Regions from separate parts of the Manis pentadactyla genome. Here region 2 is linked to region 1. Evidence: chromatin contacts called from public Hi-C data. All regions are on one chromosome and are shown on one strand. Each heading gives the region's core, a stretch centred on a gene start, on an enhancer-like site or on the middle of the called end of the contact. The rest is flanking DNA. Distances are from core to core; before and after follow the strand shown.

The links. Hi-C and Micro-C count contacts between places; a contact is called where the count stands out from the background.
Region 2: a Hi-C map of skin fibroblasts shows a contact between it and region 1, with 5 times the contacts expected there. The contact joins the promoter of MEP1B here to the promoter of GAREM1 in region 1. A contact is called at or near these places in 2 of 3 Hi-C or Micro-C datasets (fibroblasts and skin fibroblasts).

Annotation. Positions count from the first base shown.
Region 1 is chr6:97,890,899-97,893,598 of mManPen7.hap1, forward strand. GAREM1 (GRB2 associated regulator of MAPK1 subtype 1) reads left to right here and starts at 1,281. Exons shown (of 6, transcript XM_036885533.2): 1 at 1,281-1,730. The coding sequence starts at 1,616.
Region 2 is chr6:98,132,450-98,135,149 of mManPen7.hap1, forward strand. MEP1B (meprin A subunit beta) reads right to left here and starts at 1,404. Exons shown (of 15, transcript XM_036885589.2): 1 at 1,214-1,404. The coding sequence starts at 1,276.

The DNA.
Region 1 (2,700 bases), core at 31-2,530:
CCGTGGAGGTCCACAGGTGGTTTTCAAGTCCCAGGTGCTTGATGGGCCTCGTGGCGCACGGGACACAAACTGCGCGCACCCTGCGACCTCTTAGCTCCGCAGCGCACAGGTGAGCAAGTCGCACCCTGCAGCCTCAGAGCTACTGTCAAACACCGGCTCAGGCCCAGGGGAGGCCAGGCTCAGTCCCGGGGAGACCATGTGCCACGGACAGCAGCCATGGGGCTGAGTCGGGCGCGGCCACCTGCACGCGGTGAGCTGACCAACGACCTGTCTTCCTGGCACACATGTCTACACGGTGCGAATTATCTCGGTCTCCAAGACTGCAGGGAACTGACTGCGAAAAAGAAGGAGACGAGCACGAGGCCCCGGGCTCCTAGTAACTGGCGTGGCTCTCTCTGCGGCTGGAGTCCAGCTTGGCCTTTGGGCACGGGTCCTGACCGCACGCCCACCTCCCTTGCCGGCGAACCCGGAGCCCCCGCCACCGTCCGGCACTCCGGCCTTTAGCACTCCGCCCGGCGGCCCAGGCCTACAGGGGCGGCAGAGCGCGGGCCGGGGACGCGCAGAGCAGAGCTGCGCGCCTTTCCCACCGCTGCCAGCGCCCCCCACCTCCCGGGACCCAGCCCGCCGCCCGCCGCGCCCCCACCAGATCCCAGCCTGCTGCCCACGCCCCCACCCCCAAGAGTCCTAGCCCACTACCACCCCCCACTGGGCCCCAGCCTGCCCTCCCCCCGCTGCCCCGGGTCCCGGCTCACTGCCCGCGGCCACGCCCCCTCCCCGAGCCCCAGCCTGCCCGTGCCCCCGCCCCCTCCTGGTCCCAGCCCGCGCACCGCCCTCCCAGCCCCCAGCCCAACCCCCAAGGGTCCTAGCCCGTCCCTCGCTCCCCCAGGTTCCAGCTCACCGCCCGTCCACCCTTCCCCACCCCCCCAGGTCCCAGCCCTCCGTCCGGGAGGTGAGCGCCCGCTGGGGCTCAGCCCCTCCCAGGGTTGGGTGGGGCGCGGGAGGGGCGGGGCCGGCACAGGCGGGAAAGACTCCGCTGCGGCGCTGGGAGCGGCTGTAGGGCGCCCGCGCGGCCGGACGGGGGAGCGAGAGCTAAAGCTTGCGGGGCCCGCCGAGCCTCCCACGCCGGGGCCGAAGCGCTGCCGCCCCTCCAAGCGCGCGCGGCCTCGGAGGGCGGGGCCCGGGCGGGGCCGGGGCCGGGAGGGGCGGGGCCTGGGCGGGGCGGGGCGGTGGTTCCAGAGCTGCGCAGGCGTGGCTCGAACCCGCTGGCCAGGGCCGGGAGCGCCGCGATGGCGTTCCTCGCGCCCGCGGCTCCTCCTCGCGCGCTCGCGGCGGAGGGAAGGCGGGGTGAGAGGAGGCGGAGGCGCGCGGGCGGCTGCCGCAGCCGCAGCCCCAGGGCCCGAGGAGGCGGCGCAGCGGGAGCTGCCGCAGCCAGCCCGGCCGCAGCCCGCAGCTGCGGGGCCGCCGCGAGTCCTCCGGGGGCCTGAGGCCGGCGGGGCGCCCGGCCATGCCCCGCGGCCGCCGCTGAACCGGGCGCGCGCTCCCCGGCCGCCTCGGCCCCGCGCCCCCGAGCGCGAGCAGCGGCGGCCGCCCCGGCGCGGCCGGCGAGGCGCGGAGGATGGAACCGGCGCCGGGCTGCAGCCTCAAGGACGTGAAGTGGAGCGCGGCGGCCGTCCCGCTCGACCTCCTGGTCAGCACCTACCGGCTGCCGCAGATCGCGCGACTGGACAGCGGTGAGTGCGCGGGGACGCAGAGCGCAGCCGGGGCCGGGACGGCCCGGCCCTGCGGCGGCCGGCGGCGCCTGGCCGGCGGCCCGGCGCCTCTGCAGGTAGAGACCGGGCGGACCCTGAAGAGTTCTCCCGGGCAACTTTCTCGCAAAACAGCTGTGCGCGGGGCACCTTTATCCCGGTGCCACCCTCCCCACCCCCCAGGCAGCCGCCGATTGCAGGGGGAGAGCTCCCGGGCGACCCGCGGGAGGGGTCGCGTCCCCCAGCCTTCTGCAGCCCGTCTGGTTCGTTTAGCCGCGCTGGAAAGAATTCAGGGCCGTGTATAGAAAATGTTTTTAGCGGGAGTGATGGTATGCTTAAGGTTAATTATTAGCTTAGCGCATTTCCAGTGTGAAGAATCTCAGTCACCAAAACCTATATTGACTTGCAGCCGGAGCTCAGAACTGAGAAATGCTTGTTTCCTGAAACTGACCCGCAGAAACCAGCCACACCCCCAGCCGTTTGCTCTGCAGGGTGGCATCTGTCGAGCGAGTTATTCACCTTTCCGTTTGGGTTGTGACTTGCACAGTGGCAATTCATGTGTGTTTTGTCTTCTCTTATGTTTTCACAATAACTTGAGTTGCTTTGGACTTCGTGCGATTTCAGACTGTAGGCAAAACAAGCTGGCTGCGCTGTGTGGCCGCTGTTCGCACCTGGGCCAGGCGGGCCGGCGGGCAACCAGCGCAGTGGTCCCGGGGCCAGGCCAGGGAGCTCTGAGCAGGAAGATGTCCCTTCAAGTCACAGGACTTTGGGTTTCTCCCCCTTTTTCCGAGTACAGAAGTGTGTAACTTGAGCTGTGTAAATAAATGCCCAAAGGCGTTTTCATCCTGTTTCTCACCGGTGGGGTTAGGTTAGCCATTTGAAGTACCGATTGGAAGCGTGCATGCTGGGAAGGTCCTGAAGGCTGCTAGCCTTGTCTGGTTGGTGGTAGTGGTGG
Region 2 (2,700 bases), core at 154-2,653, 240 kb after region 1:
TAACCATGGTTTACTTTCATATTCCTCTCAAGACTGCCTTCAAAGACAACACCAAATGTTGAAGAAAAAAATCAATGGGTATACTTTGCAATTAAAAAAAATACCTTCTGAAAATAAGCTCTTTGTAAGTGACCAAATGAAACCCAGACCACATGCTCAGTGGGAGAAATTAGGTAAACCTGAGCTGTTTCAGAGTGTTGTGTACTAAAAAAGTTTATGGACTGGTAAACAGTGGGTCTGGCTTATATTCCTGGTTCTACCAATGGATAAGTCAGTTCACCATGATGGTCAGACTGTCTGTGAAGGCAGCCAAGCCTGCTTCAGTGTGGGTATTGCAGAGGTCGTATGATGTGATGTGAAAGCACTTTGTAAACTGTAATTAAATGCCACACAATGTAAGGTCCAGTTTATTTGAATGCGGCTTAAATATCTAAACACTAGAATCTTTTCAAATGTACGGCAAGCAGTGAGGATGAGCTGACTGGATGATCACCCTCCTTCGTATATTAATATTCATAAGCGCCCTGCTTGTGCCACACTGTAGCCACACTGGGACACACAGAGAAATGCCAGTATGCCTACTGCAAAAGGTCATCAACTATTTGTTCATAATTATGGTTTTAATCTGACTTAAATGGTGTTCTCACTGTGTATGGTGTATCTAGTTCATCTCTTGTTCTCAGTGCTGCAGTTCCTGCTCAGGATGTTAACAGATTAACGCAGCTCAGTAACATATCTGCTCAACACAGTAATGGTTACTCCAAAATCACAACGAAAGCCATTTGAACCGTATTCCAAACCTTGCGTTGGTTTGTGGTGCAAACTCCCTGTCACTGTAGAAAAATCGTAAACTGATGAAGAAGCAGAGGAGAAATTTACAAACTTTCCAAGCATTTGCTGTGCCCTGGCTCCTGGCTCACGTCACTGTCACAGCAATACGCCTTTCATTCAGGTCTAAATATGGAATGACTTTCAAATTTCCCATCTTCTATCTTATCAAAAGAAAACTCATCACACACAATGAAACCAAAAGAAAAGCATAACTTCATAGCCATGTCCCGACATTTCTCCGGGGCCTCCTCCCTCGGCTCTGCTGACTCCGCTGTCCAAAAAGCAGCATTCATTTCATCAGCTCTTGGAATCCCTTAAAAGGTTGTTCCTTAGCAGTCAGGATCAACAGCCCCCAATTTTTTTCTAAGCATCATTTCCTTACCAAGCCAGAAGCCACACGAAGCGCCGCTAAGAGCAGCAGCCAGGGCAGCCACCACGCACGCATGTCGTCCCTTCCGTCAGGGGTGCAGCCCGTGCAATTCCGAGAAGCGTTTACTTTTTAAAAGGCAAACATCATAACTTATAGCCTTTGAACCAAACGATCCATCTTGTAGGTCAGCTCGCTGCCTAGCAATCCCTCCAATCAAGGAGCTAAAGTCCAGGATCCTCCGCACAGCTCTAGAGACGTTGGTCGGTTTGTTTTTTTCCTGGGTCAACATTCAATAACCAAGTGCCTGGCTGACACCTGTTGATGGAGTAAGTTTTCTAACTGGTCCCTAGATTATTAAATGCCACTTGAGCAAAAGAAAACATCAAATTATTTTTTTAATTTTAGTCTTTCAAAGAGTACACATTGGTGAAGCCCCTCCTGCTCATCCAGCCCTATGCTGCTTTAATATATCCAGCTGTGTGGATGGCTTTAATTCATTCATTTAATAAAAGTGTATTGAGTTACAGAGTCCACAGTGTGCCTAGAAATCTGGCATATCTGATGATCAGACAGAAAGGAACAGAACACTTGGAACATATCGCACTCCTGCCAGTTCCCTCTGAGCAAACCCAGGTGGGAGTAAGGGAAGGAGGCTAGGAATGGTGGCCAGCTTTCTGGAGAACCAGCACCCCCAGGCCAGCTCTCCATGCTTCCTCACTTCCCGCCTCTTTTCCTGAGATGACTGTCCTTGAGAGACAACCTACTCCCTCATTCAGGTCCCCCAGTTCCTCCCCCAACTGCAGTGAGACGCAGATAGTGTTTCTGAAATACCAGTTCTTCCCCTCAGTAGTTCCTTGCCCACTCGAGACTGGTCTTTGCCCCATTCTGTGCTAATAGAAAGGATATGAAAAGACGTATAGCATAAATACAGGTCACATGAGGCTGCTTCATGAATACAGGCCAGTCATTCCCACCCTCTGGGGACAGGACATGAGTTAAAAGGGCAAGTTAAAAACGGTAGGTCTGACCAGGTATTAACCAATCATTGGAATATTTTGCCAGCCTGATAGGTAAAAAATGTCATCCCGTTATTTGCATTTCCCTGACTACTAGCAAGGTAAAGGAATATTTCCATATCCGTCGGCTGTTTGCTCATGGTGTTAAGTGCCTTGTGGGTCTTACCTTTCATCCATTTCCCAAATGAATTGCTGGCTTCTTATTATTGAATTATATAGTCTGGACAGAAATCTTTGTTACATGTGTGGGAAACTTTCTGCAGACCTTTGCTTATTTTTAATCTTTGCTTATGGGATCTTTTTAGATAGAGATGTTTTAAATATTCATGTATTCAAGTTTATTGATTGTTTCCTTTATGGCTTTTGCATGTTGAATCTTACATAACAAGGCCTTTCTACTCCAAGATTAGAAATGCTGGTCTGTTTCCTTGTGATATTTTAGAATTTTTTAGGCTCAACTCTTTAATCTTCTGGATTTTTTTT